Regions from separate parts of the Oryctolagus cuniculus genome. Here region 1 is linked to region 2. A link is a contact called in public Micro-C data. All regions are on one chromosome and are shown on one strand. The core of a region is the stretch at or near the end of the contact, and the rest is flanking DNA. Distances in the headings are between cores, read along the strand shown.

Region 1 (5,110 bases), core at 2,122-4,621, 630 kb after region 2:
GAACCTCCACTTTTTTTTTTTTTTTTTTTTGACAGGCAGTGTGGACAGTAAGAGAGAGAGACAGAGAGAGAAAGGTCTTCCTTTGCCGTTGGAGAACCTCCACTTTGACTATAGCCTTGTCTATATAAGATTGGAGTTTGTGAACTCACTCGGCTTCCATTGCCTTGGCAGCTCATGACAAGAGCCTTGGGTGATTACTGACGTCATAAATAAGAGTATCAATTGTTAAATCAACAACAGGAATCACTGTGCTCTTACTCCCCATGTAGGATCTCTGTCCTTACTGTGTTGTACAATGTGAATAAATGCTATAACTAGTACTCAAACAGTACTTTACACTTTGTGTTTCTGTGTGGGTGCAAACTGTTGAAAGCTTTACTTAATATATGCTAAACTGATCTTCTGTATATAAAGATAATTTAAAATGAATCTTGATGTGAATGGAATGGGAGAGGGAGATGGGATGGTTGCGGGTGGGAGGGAGGTAATGGGGGAAAAAGCTGCAACAATGCAAAAGTTGTACTTTGTAAATTTATATTTATTAAATAAAAAAAGCAAAAAAACATAATTGAAAATGAATCTTGATGAAGAATGGGATGGGAGAAGGAGTGGGAGATGGGATAGTTTTGAGTGGGAGGGAGGTTATGGGGGGGGAAAGCCATTATAATCCAAAAGTTGTACTTTGGAAATTTATATTTATTAAATGAAAGTTTTTTTTTTAAAAAAAGAATCTGCAAACATGATTTTCTATTATGATGTAAATGATTTTAGGGCACATGAGTGAGGTCAGAAACTTCTTGGAATTACTCACCCACTAGAAAAGAATGTGCAAAAGAGATGAAAATTTGTAGATTTCCCTCTTGACAGGATCTCTCTCCTATCTCTAAACTGTCACATCAATAAGGTAAAACAATGTTATTGAAAAATAAAGATAGGCCAGCGCCGTGGCTCAATAGGCTAATCCTCCACCTGCGGCGCCAGCACCCCTGGTTCTAGTCCCAGTCGGGGCGCCGGATTCTGTCCTGCTTGCTTCTCTTCCAGTCCAGCTCTCTGCTGTGGCCCGGGAAGGCAGTGGAGAATGGCCCAAGTCCTTGGGCCCTGCACCCACATGGGAAACCAGGGGAAGCACCTGGCTCCTGGCTTCGGATCAGCACAATGTGCGGGCCGCAGCAGCCATTCGGGGGGTGAACCAACGGAAAAGGAAGATCTTTCTCTCTGTCTCTCTTTCTCTCACTGTTCACTCTGCCTGTCAAAATAAACAAATAAATAAATAAATAAATAAAAATAAAGATAATTTGTATATGGTTGGCTCCTCTTTTCAAATTGTGGATAGCTTTACAATATTGGCTGGGGCGAGAAGAATGGCCACAAAGGGGAAATTGTTAAGTGAACCTGGGGAGAGAAATGAGAAAGTAAAGCTAGGTTAATGGGTAAGGCATCTTGGGTCTTCAGAATTCACTCAAATAAAGGCTCCATGCAAATGGATGCAATTTCTTCATATGCTGAATACACACTCAACTTCTTGAAATGAGAATCTTAACAAGCTTCTGTAATGATACGTGCCCTTTAGGCAAAGAGAAAAACAGAGACTCCAAACAGAAAGCATTAAATAAGTGGATGAAATCAATACTATCACATCTTTGTGCATCATGGTTAATATCACATAAAACACACATACACAGCTATGTTGTTTACAAACTAGGTGAAAAGTCAAAATCCATTTTCTTTGTGTTCTTTATGCAACTAAAAGGTAATTTGACAGTGGCACTCAATTTTTCATCAGGAATTCCCTTTTAGAGTTTGAGGCTAATTCATACTTATTGGCAAGACTGATGTCATCTTATCCTAGGTGCCTTCTTGCAAGACAAGTCTGGGTTTCTTGGAGATAGGTTTCTGTTTCCTGGAATTGGGCCTGGTTTACCAGAAGTCAGGTGATGTTTAGACGACCCATTCACGAGTATTAGTTCTACCCCCTACCCTAACATAATCTGTTGCTCCCACTTGCTTCTCTCTACAGGGCTACAGTATGTAACCATGGGCTGCTGCTCTCTAGCTCATGGAGAGAGAGCATGTCAGCTACCGACAACAAAGCTTTTCTTTTATTCCAGTGTTTTGGTGTATTCTCTGTTGGCCTTTCAACACTCATAAAATCCATTCTAGAAATATCCTACTTTGCCCAAGGTAAGTGGTAGTTTATAGTTCCAAGATTTGAATGGCAGAGGAACCCCAGACCATGTTTTTGAAATCCCACTAGAAGAGATGTCCTCTTATTTGTAAAACATCACCCCCCCTTGATGTTTTCTTCCAGACAGCAGTTTGGAGAGGCATTAATAAACCAAAGAAATAATTCACTGAATGTCTACCACAAAGCCAGCACATGCTTGGAGCTATGGCGTTACTAGAAAAAATAAACATGGTCTCCGCTCCCAAGGAGCTTACATCTGATGAAATTTTACGAGGGACACCCAAAACAAGACGGCATGGTTGACAATCAGAGGGCTCCTCTGTATGTGTATACTCAAATTCCTATTATACCGCTGTGAATAAATTGATTATAGTCCTTCCACTGGCTGGAAAAAAACGACAGCGCAACACGGAACAGAAACTAGGAAAATAAGAAACCTATAAAGAAAGGAAAGCCAACTGCCCCCACTGAAAATCCAGGTCCGCAGTTTCTGAGGGGAGATCCAGCCACGACATTCTTCACCGCAGGTAAAACCGACAACGGCTCATTCCCTCAATCCTGCAGGAAGGAGCGGCAGGCGGAGGAGAGTGCACGGGCGCCACTCGCACGTTTACAAACCTGGCTGTTAGGCGGGGGAGCAGGCGCCCAGGGCTTTCTGCCCGCCCACTCGCCAGTCACTGTGCCTACAGCAGGGCGAGGCGCCGTCGCCAGGAAACGCACCCGCGAATACAACCTCCCAAAGACGTGCACCGGAGCCCAGAGGCCCCCAGGCCCAGAAGCGGCTGTGTACCCGCAAAACAAACAAGTGTGTGCGAAGGCCAGACACCCACGAGGTCACCCCCTCCCTCGGCAGCTCCGCAGTTCTGCAGGAAGAGAAATGCTGTTGCAATGGGCTGAGGGTCCCTGTCCAGCCCACCACGACACCGCTCGCGGGTATCTTTCGCCGGACCTGCCTGGGGGCTCAGCTTCCCCGCCCCTTTTAATAAGCAATTAGCAGCAGGAGCCAGAGCGAGTCGCCACCTGTACCTGGCCTCGCCCCGCCCTCGCGTCCTCACCTTACAAAACTCCATCGCCTAGGTCCCCGCCTCCATCTCCGCTTCCGCGCACTGCATCCATTTATAACACACGACGCTCCTCCTCCTTCCGGGGACTAAGGGAAGTCCCGCCTCTGGGTGGGGAGAGGGGAGGAGCCGGGCGGCGGGAGGGGGCGTCTTCCGGGAGCGTGCGCTGGGGGAGGAGCTGCTGCCGCGCGGTAGTCAGGGAGCAGTTGCGGGGTCCTGGTTGCAACTGAGGTGGGAGCGGGGCCCGGCGGGCTGTGCGGGACCGGGAGGGCTGTGCTGGCTCAGCCGGACCCGGGAAAGCGGGCCTGCGCGGCGGGAGGGCCTGTCTGCAAGGGCAGGAATCAAACGTAATCGCTCCCCGGGGAAGGGGGCCCGTCCTCGACTCCGGCTCTTCCGCTCTTTGCTTAACTTTGGGGTGTGGCGAGGGTTACCGACGGGACTTTCCTCCGGGTCTGGATGTGAAGGAGATTCGTAGCCACGATGGGGTTCTTCTAGTCTTCCTCGTGGCTTTCGGGGTAACCCGACACATGTCTGTAATCCGGATTATCCGCGGTGACCCAGGGCCTCCTTTGCTGTCCGTCTAAGTTAAAGGCCTATCCAAACTTCCTCTTCCTTTGCTGCCCCCTGCCAGCCAGAAGAGACCCCCACGGGGGAGGGGGTCGGGGCCGTCACGTTGCCGGTGAGGTGTAAAAGACTGTGTAAGACTTGTTAAAGTGACTCTGTCGAAGAAAAGGAAGGATTTTGTGGATTGTTACAGGGTGAGTGTGGGTGAATCAGCCTCAGAATGTCAGGGAAACGCAAGCGTGTGGTGCTGACCATTAAGGATAAACTTGATATAATAAAGAAACTTGAAGACGGGGGTTCTTCCAAACAACTGGCAGTGATTTATGGCATTGGTGAAACAACAGTTCGAGATATAAGAAAAAATAAGGAAAAGATTATAACTTATGCAAGCAGTTCTGATTCCACGAGTCTTCTGGCCAAGAGGAAATCGATGAAGCCATCCATGTATGAGGAACTAGACAAAGCAATGCTGGAGTGGTTCAACCAGCAAAGAGCAAAAGGGAATCCCATATCTGGACCAATTTGTGCAAAAAGGGCAGAGTTTTTCTTTTATGCTTTGGGAATGGATGGTGATTTTAACCCCTCTGCTGGTTGGTTAACTCGTTTTAAGCAGCGGCACAGCATCAGAGAGATTAACATTAGAAATGAAAGATTAAATGGAGATGAGACTGCGGTGGAAGATTTTTGTAACAACTTTCGAGATTTTATTGAACGAGAGAATTTGCAGCCTGAACAAATCTACAATGCAGATGAAACTGGACTCTTTTGGAAGTGCCTACCTTCCAGGACTTCTGTAATCAAAGGTAAAGGTGCCATCTCAGGACAGAAATCAATTGAAGAAAGAGTCACCATCATGTGTTGTGCCAATGCGACGGGTTTACACAAACTTAAACTTTGTGTTGTGGGGAAAGCAAAGAAGCCTCGCTCCTTCAAGTCGACTGATACCTTAAATCTGCCAGTCTCTTACTTCAGCCAAAAAGGTGCATGGATGGATCTTTCCATTTTCCGACAGTGGTTTGACAAGATTTTTGTTCCACAAGTTCGAGAGTACTTAAGATCCAAAGGATTGCAGGAAAAGGCTGTGCTTTTGTTGGATAATTCACCAACACATCCAAATGAAAATGTTTTGAGATCAGACGATGGCCAAATATTTGCTAAATATTTACCACCTAATGTGGCGTCATTGATTCAGCCCTTAGATCAGGGGGTCATCTCAACAATGAAGAGAAACTATCGTGCAGGCCTTCTCCAGAACAACTTGGAAGAAGGCAACGACCTGAAGTCGTTCTGGAAGAAGCTA
Region 2 (5,132 bases), core at 445-2,944:
AGGTTACCTTCTTGAGTGCTCCCAACCCGGAATTACTTGTTAAAAAGTATGCAATTCTACTGGTACCAAGTTACCAGATTTCACTATCAAAATAAGGCAGTTGATAACACTGTAGACCTGTCCTCAGATCCATTCACACGCTATCTTCTGTAGCTTAACAGTAATCTTCACCCTTCCATTCTTCTTAGCATGGCTGCACATTTTCCACACTAGTATCTTAGCCTTTATTTTTCCACGTCCAGTTCAGGTAGTAAAATGACCACCACTGTTTCATTTTCTATATTCTCTCCTACCACATATAAAACATTTACAACTCAAAGTCTCAGAGACTAAACCATTTTTTAAGATGATATAAATACCAGATTACAACCCCCAAGTACTCCTTCCAGATGGTATTCTGTCTTTAACGATCAAAAACTGATGTACAAACCTCTCTTGTTGGAATTCTGATCTGCAGTAAGTACATTTTACAATAGGATGTGCAATCCGACATTCCTGCAATAAGACAATACGTTAGTCAGTATGTAGATATCTCCAAGTCCCAAACCTTACTTTTCTGGTAGAAAATTATTACCAAATCTGGTCAGATGTCTAGAACAACAATAAAACCTGGCCCCTAACGTAAACAATTGGTGATTTGTCATGTAAGTGGCCAATCACGATATAATTCCTTAGGGAAGGCAGAGGTGTCTTTGTCTTTATTACACGTGGGACTATACTCCGGATAAAGTAAGAAAGCTGTCAGGGCCGATTTCAAGGATTGGTTAAATGTGGAACTACTTATTTTCACCGTTGCTCACAGACAGCATTCCGGCTTTAATGGGATGGGAGGAGCTCCAAATCATAGAGCATTCTGTTCCCAAACCAGTCGCTTCGCTTTCCTGGACAGGGAAGAAGGATGCCATCAGCTTGGCGGCTTCGGGTTCCTAGCAAGAAAGTGCAAAAACCGTCCCCTGCCTCCTGGTGGAAGGCGAGGACAGACCAGGCAGAACACCGAGATGAAAACATCTCCACCCCAGAGTCTCTGCGGCAGAGACAGGTGGCTGCCTCACTCAGCCCCACCCGAGACCCCCGGACGCTGGTGAGGACCGGCCCCCTCCCGGCCCGTCTGGAAGACGGTCTCCCTCTCGTGGGCCTTTTCCCGGCCGGTGCCAACGCCATCGGAACGCGGGGTCCCGGGTCCCGGTGGGGAGGCTAGGACTCCGGGCTCCCAAGCCCCCTGGTGCTCGTGAAGAGCAGGGGGCTGCAGCGCAGCGACCACCCAGCACCCTCGGGTTACGGCACAGGAAACCCCGCCAGCCCGCTGCCCACGGACCTTGCAGAGCTGTTGGCCCTGGGAGAGCTCCTCGAAGGGATAGCGCTGGGTACACTTGGTGCAGGCGTACAGGGCCGAGGCCGCCATCCTGCCCCTCAGTCTCCTCCTCCGCCGTCGCCGCCGCCCGCTCCGAGGCGGGGCCCCACGGGGAACTCGGCCGCCGCGGCCCGCGCTGCGGACTCCTCCTCCGCCCCCTCCCCCTGCCTCGCGCCCACCAGGGCCTCGCCGCGAGAGCCCGAGGCCCCGCGGACGACGCCGCCGTCGTCTCCCTCCGCCTCCACTTCCGCCCCAGCCCACCCAGCGGGGCCGTCCCCGCCTCTCCCGCTTAGGCCCCGACAGCGGCGGAGGGAGACGACGCCGAGAGTTCGGGGCGGTTCAGCTGCACGGCCGCGGATCCGCTTCCTTCTCGGCCTCCCTTCCGCACGCCTGATTGGCTGCAGCGGATACTACGTCACCCGGTCGCTCCTCCCAACGCCGAGCCCCAACTACGCAGAGCGCGCCCACAAAGGGAGGAAGTCGCCGGCCAATGACAGCCCGGCGCTCTCAGCGCGCGAAACCCGCTTGAAACCAGCCCCGCCCAAAGGTCCCCGTCGCCGCGCTCCCTAGCAGCCAGTCCGAGGCCTGGGTGAGGGAGCCCCGATCCAATTGGGCAAGGATTCGCGAAAGATTTGCCCTGCCTCGACATTTTCCCCTTGACTTCTCTTGGGCCAAATCACTAAGCCCCGCCCAATCCTATGTTATTGGCCAAAAGGTAAGTACTTCACCTGGAGAGGCGTCCCCAACTCAAACTGAGGTTTTCTCAGGCGTTTGATCCAAGGGACGTGATGGAGTGGTTTGGACTTCGCATTCGCCTTTACTCTAGTTCAACAATTCAGTTCCGTTGCCACTGGCGACCACACAATCCCCTCGCCCCAGTTCCCTCCGTGGGAAGACCCGCCCCTGGGTAGAACGCCCTGAGGCCCCGGCGGCGCGCAGTTACGGGTCCCGGGCGCGCTCAGTGACTCTCTACCTTGTGACGTCAGCAGGGGGGCGGGTTCTCTCGCATACGCGAAGACGTCCGCTTTATTTGATTGGCTACTGCAGACGTCCGTTAATGCGTGTTGCCCTCTCCGCGTGCGCCCTGAGCGTGGGCGTCGCCGTGGGGGTGTGTGGCTGGGGTTTCTAAGCTGGGCATCCAGCACCCCCCGCCCCTTCCATCCGGGGTTCGGTTTAGGGTCGCCCCTGGTGGGCGGCTCTCGAATCTTGAAGAGCACGAGAACTCAGAGCGCCGGGCACTCCGGAAGATGGCGGCGGCATCTGTCTCTACGGCTTCTGGTTCTCAGTTCTCGGTGAGAAGCGTTTGGCGTTCGAACGGGCTTTAGGTCGCTCTTGGCAGCTGTTCGAGTTTCGTCCCATTTCAGGGCGCCCTAGATTTGCTCTGACGCTGGAGGCCGGCGTGGGGCACTAGACCGCCCCGCGCCACCCGGGCTTCCGCTGCTCCCTGTTGAGGCCGCACCCTCTGGGATCCCTTGAAGCAGGCTTGGTTCGACCCCCCTGCCGCCTCATTCGCTTTTCGGCCTGCCTCGCAGCCCAGGAGGCTGGGCTGGGCTGACGGCGCCCGCTCCCTGGCCTGCGAAAACATTGCTGCTGAGGTCACGTGAGTGTAACGGCTGCTCTTAGCGAGGCGCCGAGACCAGGTGTGCGCGCCCGTGTGTCTAGGAGAGCGCTCGCGAGTCGGCCGCAGCCCCCTTGTGACCCTCCAGCGCGGTCTACGCGCTGCCTGGGCTGCCTCCTTGGCCTGCAGTACCCCGTCTCCTCTTCAGTGCGCGACTCTCCAAAGCCAGAGCGCTGCCGGATCGCCACGGATTTGCTAGGACTGCAGTGCCCTTTCGAAGAGGCGACCAGGGAACTTGATTTGGGCTGTAGTTCTGGGTTTTTTTTTTGCCTGCACCAGGGAGTCACCTGTCGGTTCAGGTCATGGGTATTTGTCAGACTGACTGCTGTGGGAAGTGCCACACTGGGAAGGGATGGGAAGCAAATGAGACAACTGGTAATCTGTACATAGGCCTGGCGTGGTTAGGCTCTAGAATTACAGGTGAATAGAATAGATACCCTGCTCTTAAAGGCCTAGAGGACACTGAGAAACTACGTCTGATAAGTGATTACTGTCCAGTGTGGGGTAAACTGCCCTACTAGCATAATTTAGAGTGGTTAGCAGTGTGGCCAGGTGAGAGAAGGGTTCCCAGAAGGGAAGGAGGAGTCAACTGCGTGTTGAAGGAATTCTAAATGATTGTCACAAAACAAGAGAAGAAAAACACGGCAGGCATTTAGGGGGGTGGGGGGAATGTCCTTAAGATGATGGGTGCTTTCAGAAAACTTCAATAACCCAGAGTGAACAAAGGTATAATTTGTTGGGAACATGAAAACAGGCCTAGGAAGAAGCCTGGAGAATGTCAAGGTGAAGTAATTTCATGGGCGCTAAAGGGGAAAAAAGTATGTAGGGAACAGTTAGATGAAAGTCACCTATGAACAACCACTTTTCCTTACTTTCAGCTTTCCATTTGTGTTAGAATTTGTGACAGTGAGGCCAGAAGGAGTCCAGAGCTTCAGCAGAATGGGTTAACACATTTGCAGAGAAGTCTGGGGAGATTAGGAAGTAAGGAGTTAGATTAGTGAGAGGTAAGGTAAAAGAGAAGGAACTGTTAAAAGATGTCATTAAACTTAGAAGAGGACCATTCACAACTCTCAAAATTTAGTACTGGGAGACCAAACAATTAAATTGAGCTTCATTGTGCCAAGGCCACCTAGCTGAGCAGTGGCAATGGGCTGTGTTCAGTCCTTCAGTCCATATGGTAGCCTGGACAGAAATGCTAATGTTCAGGTGGAAATTACACATGTTTTTGTGTGTTAAGTCCAGCTTTAAGTAGATTGTAAATATCAAGAGTACACTAGGAATATTTAAGGTCCTTTACAAACCAAACTATCTTAACTAGAGCAACTTCAAAATGTCTTAATTCTGAAGTTGCTGTTTTTCAAACAAGTGGCTACCTGATAAGTTTTTTTGCTTCGAAATTGTACTTAAAGCCAACTGCCACCAGTCCCCTTTGGATTTTCCTCTCTTGGAAGCCCCCCTCCATGCCGCTCTGGCTGGAAGTCCTTGATTCTTATAAATACTTTTAAATCTCAAATAAAAAAAAAAGTGGCTACATATAGTTGGTTCCTTAGTGCATAAGAAAGTCTTATTTGCATGTCCCATTAGAAACAAGTTAGGTGGCAGTTTATGTTAATAAACAGCTGGTGATACATAAGATGCCATGAGGATACTTCAAAACTCCAAACTGAACTCAGAAGACTTGTTTAGATTTCAGGGTTGTGATTGCTAATAACCCATGTGTTCAGCATTGATAAACCTAACAGGCAGGTGTTATAAATGAGAGATGCTTTTACCAGACAAGGATTTTTAATGCTTAGATTCACAAATAACAGTCTTTAGAAAGCAGCTATCTTCTAAAAATCAGATATGAACATAGAAGAAGTTTTCAGGTGGTCCTTATTCTTTCACTTCAACAGCTGCAAGAGTAGTAGCAACAGCAGGTAACAATTACTGATTGTTGCTAGTAGCTTGCTAGTGGAGAGTACAGGAAACAACTGATTGGATATAATAGAATAATGCTCAGTTGAGCTATGGGAGCCAAGTTTTGAGACTCAGAAGAATGCCTTTCATATCAGTCTTTTGATATTTTCCCTTAAATAACTATAGTGAACACCATCATGTAACCTTGGACTAAATTAATAAACTTATTTGTCTAGGGCTTTTTTTTTCAGTCAGGCCTTACGG

What was found. Hi-C and Micro-C count contacts between places; a contact is called where the count stands out from the background.
Region 1: a contact with region 2 is called in a Micro-C map of ear pinna, with 7 times the contacts expected there. The contact joins the promoter of JRKL here to the promoter of FAM76B in region 2. A contact is called at or near these places in 3 of 6 Hi-C or Micro-C datasets (ear pinna, skin fibroblasts and an unstated tissue).

What each region holds. Positions count from the first base shown.
Region 1 is chr1:87,840,659-87,845,768 of mOryCun1.1, forward strand. It overlaps JRKL (JRK like), which reads left to right and starts at 3,372. Exons shown (of 1, transcript XM_008262328.4): 1 at 3,372-5,110. The coding sequence starts at 4,031. CCDC82 (coiled-coil domain containing 82) reads right to left here and starts at 3,360. Exons shown (of 10, transcript XR_011390282.1): 1 at 3,241-3,360.
Region 2 is chr1:87,211,659-87,216,790 of mOryCun1.1, forward strand. FAM76B (family with sequence similarity 76 member B) reads right to left here and starts at 1,695. Exons shown (of 24, transcript XR_011390255.1): 1 at 1,316-1,695; 2 at 431-495. CEP57 (centrosomal protein 57) reads left to right here and starts at 1,828. Exons shown (of 11, transcript XM_051820419.2): 1 at 1,828-2,066.